2 separate regions of the Anser cygnoides genome follow, and region 1 is linked to region 2. A link is a contact called in public Hi-C data. All regions are on one chromosome and are shown on one strand. Each heading gives the region's core, a stretch centred on a gene start, on an enhancer-like site or on the middle of the called end of the contact. The rest is flanking DNA. Distances are from core to core; before and after follow the strand shown.

Evidence for each region. A called contact is a pair of places that touch in the nucleus more often than the background predicts.
Region 1: a contact with region 2 is called in a Hi-C map of liver, with 9 times the contacts expected there. The contact joins the promoter of QDPR here to the promoter of TAPT1 in region 2. A contact is called at or near these places in 2 of 7 Hi-C or Micro-C datasets (both in liver).

Annotation. Positions count from the first base shown.
Region 1 is chr4:16,545,929-16,551,011 of Taihu_goose_T2T_genome, forward strand. QDPR (quinoid dihydropteridine reductase) reads right to left here and starts at 3,331. Exons shown (of 7, transcript XM_066995688.1): 1 at 3,142-3,331; 2 at 2,913-3,005; 3 at 1,789-1,885; 4 at 317-457. The coding sequence starts at 3,228. It overlaps CLRN2 (clarin 2), which reads left to right and starts at 4,279. Exons shown (of 3, transcript XM_048046126.2): 1 at 4,279-4,531. The coding sequence starts at 4,279. It overlaps LOC136790645 (a long non-coding RNA gene), which reads right to left. Exons shown (of 4, transcript XR_010830971.1): 4 at 4,525-5,083.
Region 2 is chr4:16,070,571-16,075,037 of Taihu_goose_T2T_genome, forward strand. It overlaps TAPT1 (transmembrane anterior posterior transformation 1), which reads right to left and starts at 3,010. Exons shown (of 15, transcript XM_048046954.2): 1 at 2,697-3,010. The coding sequence starts at 3,006.

The DNA.
Region 1 (5,083 bases), core at 2,081-4,580, 480 kb after region 2:
TTTAACTTTATTTAAGCACTACACCTACTGTTGTGTGCTTCACAATTCTGCACATTTTTCCAAACTACTTTTTCTACTGTACCATGTATTAGCCAAGTACATTTCATGAATGCATGTCAACCATTACTTAATAGTGATTCTGTTTGCACTCCTGCTTCAAGAGATTCAATATTGCCATCCATAAAATTACACTTACCTTAAGTGTTTCAGCAGCAGTTTTCCATTTCTGTTTGATGTCAAGAAACTGGTTTGTTTTTTTTCCCCACAGACTAACGTATAACTCATGTCCCAACAGTTATCATGCATGGCATTTTACCTGGAGTTCCAGATAAAGCAGCTTGAGCTCCTGTCAAAGTCAGAAGACCTCCTTCCTTCAGATGCTTTGTGGCTAAGTGACTGGAAATAGTGGATGTCCAAACACTCTGTTTCCACATCAGATCACAGTTTTTATACAAAGCTGATTAGGAAGAGAATTAGTTAGGTAACTTAAGAACAAGACTTCTAACTCTGATTTCCTTCCTATCACACGGAGTGCAACAGTACTATGCAAAGTACTATAAAAACATGCTTTCTATCATTTTCTACTTCTGTATCATGTAAAATACCCATTTATTTCTTTTAACTCTCCCTTCTCTTTAGACTTTGAATCCCAACTTGACAGCATATATTCTAGACAATTACCTACTTTCTTACTATCAGAAATAAAAAAATAAACACCAGATAGTTTCATTAGCTCTCTGTTAATGTTTGTGCTCAGTTCAAAGATTTCCAAATTCTTCAGACTTCTATAGGGATTGTTTCAATTTATGTCAATAATCTAAAAATTTTTAGATTAGCTTCTCCTCACCTTATAGTAGCATGAGCTCTCTTTCCATAATTTCCTCACTGGCTGCTCAACTTGTGGATAGAAGACTCCAAGAAATAAAGGAGTTGAATCAAGCACTTGATCAAGCTGATCACTTGATCCCAAAATAACCTTAATTCATAGTAACGTTATTGGAAGGATAGTAGGGTATGATCCATCACCTCATTCAAATTACTGTACAAATTTATAACAATACAATATAATGCAATTCTATAGAAGTATTCGCTCTGATTTAACTGCGTACGTCTTCTCATATTCTCTCTTTAAAGTGAACATTTTGCATATGATGTCTGAACAAGGAAGGGGAAGGAAAACACCACATTTTAACAGATTTACTCCAGACAGAAAGGCTTTTTTTTTTTTTTAAGTCTCTACACTAGTACATAAAGCATAAAACAATTTCCTGAATATTATACATTTAAAAGCTTTATAAACTGAGGACCTTTTTTCCCCTCTAGCACAGCCTCTGGCCATGAAACAGCTCCTTCCAATACTGTATTGTATACCAGTAGCTCAGAAAACTACAGCAGGCACCTGAGGTTTTATGCAAAAAGCAATGATTTGGGCAAAAAGATCAATGTTCCACTCAGCCAGTATATTACGTAACAAGCCTGACACACATAACCTTGGCAAAAGTTAGTTCATAGGTAATGCTGAACTCCTTTATATAGTGCATCAAGATTTACCAATAAAAACGGTGCATCAAAAAGTACCGTTGAGAACATTGAGGGTTTTGGAAATCTAACAGGCACCAATAATTGAGAAAAGTGCTAAGAAACATTGTGACTGAGTTACTTTGCACTATTAGGCTAACATCTTCAGGACTCTGGATGAAAGATGATCTCAAAGACCTTTATTATCATGACTTTTTACGGATTCCTCTCAGATTTCAATCATGTATTTGCTAGCATGCACCGGCTTACATTTAGCTTTGGCGCTGCCTCCAGCCCATCCTCCTGCAACACACAAGATTGCATCCACCTTTTCTTCACCAAGAAGCTTCCCAATCTCTGCTGTCACCTTCAAAACACAAAACATAACATTCTGAAAACACTGAATTTGTAAGGTAAAAGAATAAATATCAAGAATGAATGCCTTAGTATTATTCAACTACATAACTGGAAAAAAAATACAACAAACAGCAGCAACTTAAACAGCTGTACAAAATTATCACTTATGATTTATCAACTCAATAACTGGGTTGAAAGCTAACTGTAGATGCAAGTCAGACCGTACACTGTGCGATGTCACTGGCAATAACTGATTTGAGCAGGACTGAAAGATCCGATCCTTACCTATATCATAAGCATTTTTCATTTGTGACTTACTTTTGGACAGGTTCTTCTCTGCACACTGTGCTGTTTAATAATACAGGAAATGAAACTCCAGGTCTGATCAGAACTGCTTCTGTGACATTTCCAATGATAGCACAAGAAACAAACAACTAAAGCCTCCTTATGAATCACATCCTTGGATTTGAGTATGTAGGCTTTTAAATATCCAGTATTTCTTTCTCTTTCAAATGAGACTTTGCACTTGGTGATGAATTTGTTGGTTGTCAATTTTCTCTGTCACAGTGCAAACCCTACTGGGAAATGTTTTCAGCATTACCATCCAGCTATGCAGCACAGACAGGACATGAGAAAGAAGTGCTGCATTTTAAGATGCCCTAATCCACCTTGATTAAAGTAATCTCATTCTGCCCGCAGCCCTTCAGGTAACAAAGAGGAAGATAATACCCAAGTGTGACACATTCTGAGTGACAACATAGGGTAACTTCTAAACTCCCAAAGTAAGCTCTTCCGCGTATCTATACCTCCAAGCAGTTAAAAGTGAAAAATAAATGAAGTTAAGAAGTGGCAGGCAAATGGTGGCACCCCTGAGCTCAGGGTACAGCAGCAGGATACCAAAACCAGCGGGGTTCCCACAGTCGGGGGTCTCAGTGCTTCTGAGAGAGGGTTTATGGCGAGCGGGTGCAAACCCACCGCATGGAGCCCGGAACGAGGGGCCTCCCCCGCGCCCCCCCGGCCCCGCGACGCGCTCCCACCTGCTCGGCCTGCTCGGGGAAGGACTCTGTCGCCCTCACCACCACGTTGACGCTGGCGTCCTCGTTCTCGGCCAGGTCGATGCTGGCGACCCACTGGGGCGGCGAGAAGGCACCGTTAGCGCCCGGCGGGGCACCCTTCGTTCTCCCCCCCCCCCCCCCTTACTTCCCCCCCTCCAAAGCAGCCCCGTCTCGCCCCCCCGGGGCCCGCAGCAGCCCTGCCGGCGCTCACCCAGTTCCTGGCCTTGAAGTACTGCACGCACTGAGAGCCCAGCGCCCCTCTGCCCCCGTACACCAGCACCCTGCCCGCCGCCGCCATGCTCGCTGCCCGCCTCGCTCCGGCTCCGGCCCGGCCCCAGCCTCCCCTCTCACCGACGCCACGCAGGGGCCGCCCCCGGGGCCGGGGGGGCTGGCGGCTGCCTCCGCCTCGCACCGAGAGCAGGAGGAGCCTCCGAGCCCGGGTTCAGCCCCGGGGAGCCGCTGGGTTTTTACCTCAGCCTCCCGCCCTTCAGCGGCGGGTTGCGTTCCCTCAGGGGAGTGTTAATTAGCGAGAGGCTGTGAGGGGCTGTAACTGTAGGAGTGCGAGCAATTGTTGCCGGTTTTCTTTAGTGCTGCTCGATATTGCTGCTAGGTGGAATTCCTGCCCTCGCCACAGCCCCCAGCTCCAGGCCCTGCTGCCTGCCGTTGCCTCCCCACCCTGCACGAAGGGCCCTGCGCTGCCTGCTGCAGGCAGCAGGTCCCTGTGTGAAACCTCAGCCTCCTGGACAGAGTTTAAACACCTCCGCTAGCAGGCCGAGGGATGGAAGGACATCGCTCTGAGGGTTATTGCCAGCCCTGGTGGCTCTGACAGCACTGACATTTACACAGGGAAAGAGTAAGCACCAGGAGGAGGTAGCTTAACGCAGCCGAGATGTCAGCGGAATTCTGCTGATAAACTCCACGTTTGCAAAGCTTTGTCCCTTGCAGCTATTTACCCATGTTTTTAATCATCTTAAAAAAAAATGCTTCTAATTTTCATCCCACGTGGTTATGCTAAAGAACTTGATGCCATTTGAGCAGGACTATTAAAGCTCTGGTGAAACATTAGCCATGCAACAGATATAGGATTACTTTCTGCAGAAACAAGCACCACCGCATGACACGGTATTGAAGCTGTTGTTTGCAACCATTTCAGGATGCTTTCGCAGCAAAACACCTTTTTGGACTTGATTTTTAACTGTACAGTTTAATTTATGGAGCTTTGAAATACAATGAGATGTATTTTGAAATACTTGCTATTCGTTCATGGATTTCAGAGCGACAGGAAAAATGGGAAATGTGCCTAATTACTGAAGAGAGGCCTTGGAGATGATTCCTTGAAACCACTAGGATGCCCGGGTGTTTTAAAAAGACTTTGTTTGCCTTGGCTTCTACAATAAGTTTTGCGTCTTTTATCTTAATTGCCGTCGCAATGGGGACCCAAAGGTGGATGACTGGAAAGATGCTTTGCAAAACAGGAGCTGATTTAGTCAACGCCACAGATCCAGAGCTGGTCAAGTTCATGGGAGAAATTTCCTATGGCCTTTTTAGGGGCGGCAAGATACGCCAGTGTGGGCTGGGAGGGCGTCGTTCCAAATTCACAAGTAAGTACAATTTTGGTTGAATCTCTAGTCAAATGTCTAGTTCAACTTTATAAGCACTCCATTCATTTTGTTTACATAACCTGTAGAAAGCAAATCATTATTATTAAACGTGTAATTGTGGCTTACTTGTGGTCTGTATGGTTTGGGATTTGAGTGCTATTTCAGGCTAGGTTTTCTCTCTGATTATGTTTTGTAATTCTGGAATCAAAGAACAAAAAATCCCTAGAGCTAGATTGAGTATTTCCTTTTAGTCTTGTGAAGGGAGCGAAGAGGGTTCCCTTTCAGTCTTGTGTCCCGGGAGAGTTATAGGAGGAAGTATGTTGGAGATGACCCTGTAAGTCATACTTTTCCTTGACTGAAACTTTCCTATGCCAAGTGTTGCTCTGCAATATCTGCACCTCTATTCTTGCCGTATTTGTTAAAGTGCTCCCTTTTTTCTTTTTCCTTTTTTCCTTTAAGAAGTAGAGATTTATTTAGCCGGCCCCATTTATGTATTTCTCTAGCTGTCCCAAAATAGATGTCTGCCATAGTAGATACTCCTAACTTATATTA
Region 2 (4,467 bases), core at 1,760-4,259:
AGGTATGAACATCCAAACTAACTACTCTGGTAACTTCCCAGCTACATTTTCTGACACCACAGATAACCAACCTTCACTAACCTAAAGGTAATGCATCTCAAAACCAACACAAGTTTCCTGCAAAATAAATATTGACATACGGGCAACCGCCGTGGAGTAACAGCTGAGCTGTCTGTTCCCACTTCCCATTACCTCACATGAACTGGTTCATTGGCTTCGTCGTTAAAAAACAAATCATTTTAAGTTCCCTCCACCTCGCTGAACTTCCACACCCCAGACACTCCTCGCAACTGACGCTGATCAATAGAGAAGCTCCAGACTGTGCACGCAAAACACCCTCTCCAGCGATGGGATGTGCTGAAGCACACGGTCGCCCAGCCACCTCCTTTCCGAGCACTTCCTAGCACCCAGCATCACCCTACTTCTGTGCCCACAGAGCCACGGAGCAGATCGGTGCTGGCCCTGTAGGAAAAACACAGCCAGCAGAACAGGATGAGACACCAAGGCAGGACAGAGCAATAAATCACCTGAAAAGGGGCTTAATTCTGCTATGAAAGCATCGTTTTCTGTTAAATTGAAGAAAATGCTTTAATTCCTACTTCTAATTTATTTAAATTTCCCTCCTCTGCAGTCAAAAAGTTTTGGCCTAAGTTTAAATTGTTCAGATGGCATAGTCTAAATGCTTTAAGTATTCTCATTCATCTCCCCACGTCGGTACAGAAAAGCACAAGCATCTTCAAAACGTAAAAGGCCACAGTTATTTTTTCAAGATAAAAAGATAATGATTTACCAAAGTTATACTTCAATGCATAGCGACACAAGGGATAACCATTAACCAGAAACGGAGAGGAAAACTTGTGCAAATGTACAATCCACCGTGCCTCACAAATTTTCTGTTGAGAAACAATCAGAACATTAATCCTTAGTGCTAACAGTTCCAGGCAAAAGTAGCACAATACCTATATTTTTGATCTAGTTATTTCCTTCCCCTCCAGATAACTCCTCTGTACAGTACTTGCCCTACTGTACCATCTTGAAAGAAAATCTACTTCTGTGTACTATAAAGCATAATGCTACCAGCAACGATGAATTAGAATTTTTAGTTGCTATATCAAAAGCCTGTTCCTGTAATGTTTTCTCGAAGAATCAGAGTACACCAATGACTTTTAAATATTTTTTTTTTAAATTAAGATCAATTGCTGGAAGATTATTAGTATTTTTCCCCCCCTGCATACCGATTTGTTTGCTTTAAAAAAAGTTCTGTTCATCTGTCTTTCAGGAACATCACTGCCCATCTTGACCGTATTTTCCCCACCACAAACCAAGTCACAGTACTGTAACCAAGCCAGCTCCTTACAACTACGGGAACTGCAGCAGTTTCACCACCAAAACAGCGCGATCAATGATACTATGACATAATACACCAGAAACAGACATAACACCTGTCAAGCTTAGAAGGAAACCATTCAGTCGTTGCTATATGATTTAAGCTAATTTCCGATCACTATTTTTTCCTCTTTTCTATTTGATATGACCTGTTGTGTCACGTTCCAGCCAACGGTGAGGCAGACAGCTTGGAAATCTGAACACTTCTTGAGCACTCTTCACATTTCCAGCTAACCACTCTATTAAGTATAAGGTGCTAAAATAGTTGGTTGGAAGTTTACCAACATCAAATCAACTTGGCCATGTCATTTAGATGTCATTTATCTATGGTGTAGATGTCAACCATGTCATTTAGATGACAATTTTTACTTTTTATGAACGAGGCTGGGCTAAATTTCAGAAGTTACTTGATGGATACCTAAAATAATCAGTTCAAGTATAAATGTAAATAAAACTGTGTAAAGGCCGTTACTGTCAATCTACTTTCTCTTATTATTTTTCCCTGTGAAATCATTAGGTAGGAAAACACAGTCAGTGAGAAACTCTTCTAACACTCCGCATAGGATTTCAAGGCTCTAATAACACAGCTACTTTCAGTAGTAGAGGAAAAGACTATTATGTTGATAATTACGTGTACCTAACAAGCAATGTTTAACGATGAAGCGTGTTTCGTGCCTCAGGAAGAAAGCCAAGTTGTGTGCCCCAGACCCGAGGAGCGGAGCTGAGGACACAGAACTGCTCTGCCCCTGTGGCTCTCCGGAGCCAGTCCTCAGCAGGCTGCAGGTTTAACAACCCCATTTTTAACATCAGCGCGAAGCTTTCCCGTTACAGACACCCTTATAACTTAAAAAAAGCGTCCGGACACCGATCGGTTAACGCGCTAGGTGAAACTTCAGTGCTCTCATCGCCCTTTATGAACACGCTCGTCTGAAGAGATGAGGGTGGACGGGGCGAGTGTAGGAGCTTCGCTTCACCGATGGGGCCGAGCTGGGCGGCTGAGAGCAAAGCAAAGGGGGCAGAAGGGCCTCAGCCGCCAGCCGAGCCCCGTTCCCTGCCCTTCCTTTCCCTCCTCTCCTCACGGAGCCGCCAACAACGCCGCTCCCCGCACCCCGGCGCACTTTTTGAAGTCTCTCGCCCAAGTTCGCGAAGGCGGCGGCGGCGGCAGCGCCCTCAGCCCCGCCTCGGGCACCCGCTGAGGCTGACCCGGTCCCTCAGCCGGGCTGAGAGGAGCCGGGACAGCCCCGCCGGGGTCCTCCCCGCTCCCCGCAGCCCCTCGGGCCGCCGCCTCCCTCCCCGCCGCCGCTCCTCACCCGAGAGCCCCCTCTTCTTCTTCCTGCCCCGGTCGCTCTCGTAGAAGCCCAGCGTCTCCGTCCGCTGCTGCGGGGCCGCCTGCGGCTCGCTGCTCCCCCACAGAGTCTTGGGCTCCCCGCGGCAGCCCTCCTGCTGCTGGGGCTGCGGCTGCTGCGGCGGCGGCTGCTGCTGCTCCGGGGCGCCGCCGCGCCGCCCTTCCCCGCCGCTCCCCGGCGCGGCGGCGTCGGCAACGCCGGCCATGTTCGCCGCCCGCTCCGCGCTGGCCGCCCCCGAGCCCCGCGCCGCGCCGCGCCCCTGCCGCTGACTCATCACCGTGCGACGGCGGCGCCGCGCGGCCCGGCCCGGCCGCCGCTACAGAGCCGAGCGCGGGGCGGGGACGGGGGCGAAGCCGGCGCGGCGCCATCTTGTGCGGCCCCGCCGCCGTTAACCGCTTGCGCGCCGGCAGCCCGGCGATGCCTCCGCTGCGAGCCTCCCCCTCCTCTCCGAGCCTCCCCCCGCCCAGCTGGGGCCCTCGGGGCGTATTCGGGTTCTGTTTATATCGTGGGGTGGGAATAAAGATGGTTGTGTGAGGGAAGAGGTCTTGCGTGTCTTCTTGTTGGTGCAAAGGGCGCGCGTGGAAAGGTCGCGCGGGCTCAGGGGCAGTAGTGCAAAGCAGCTTTAAGGTTATTAATCTACGCCGCACTGCACAAATAAGGCCGTGATTGGAAAAGGAAAGTGAGAGGTGAATTATTAACTGTAAAGCCAACGGGACTTCAATGTGCTTGTTGGACCTGACCTCGCACTTCAGGTCAGCGGCCTGCTGTCCGTGTTTGTGCGGCACTTTGTGCAGGAGGCCTCCGGAAGGAGACGCCGTCTGTGAGCCAGCCTGTGTGAAGGATGGTGCTGCTGCGGTCGTCTGGTGTGCCCAGGGCTCACGGCAGCCCACCGGGTCCTGGACCACCTGTGCCATGCTCCGTGGGACCACAAACACCAACACACCCAACCGGCCCCCAAACCAGCCCTCAAGGCGGCATAAACTCTTGCAATTTGGGAAGTGCCGAGGCTGAAAATGCCATTGGTTAGTTGCAGTGGTCATAGCGGGGTTATTAATGAATAATAATTGTTCCTGTTTCAAAGCGCTTAGAATGTATAGAGGAGTAAACATGAATATAAGAAGTAGGTTGCTCAAGGTAAAGGCAGAATACTTGTTTGAAGAAGGAATTCACATGGGCACAAGGACAAAATACCTGGCCTGAATTTCAAGTACAAGATCTCCTTCACATTCACTTCTCGTGTTCTTATCATGCGTTCAGAGGCCAGATTCGTTCAGCTTAATATTTAGCCACTTATCCTGGGAAAACAAGGAGTGCTTTATTCTTTCTTTGGAAGACCACAGTGTGCGTAGTTTTCTTCTAAAACTCTACCTCTAAGTTAATTGAACAAAGAGTTGTCTCAAAGAGCATTTCAGGCCTTGGATGGTCTGAAAGTGCCCATTTCCACTGCCATTAATGCTTCTAGATGCCTAAAATCATGTAGGATTAATGAAGGTCCTGATGTTTTCAGGCCATGGAGAGCTTTTTAAAATGTATAATAACATCAAACAGAGAACTAACAATGATAGTTACAATACATCAACAGTTTTGTCTTCTCCCTTCTTTTCTCTGTGGGTGTAAAAAGCAATTGAAAAATAGGATGTGGAGCAGAAGTCCCTAAAAAATATTTGAAAAATTCCTCTTAGCAGGAAAGCTGCTGCAGTCCATGCAAAGTTACATGACACCCTGAGAGACTGCT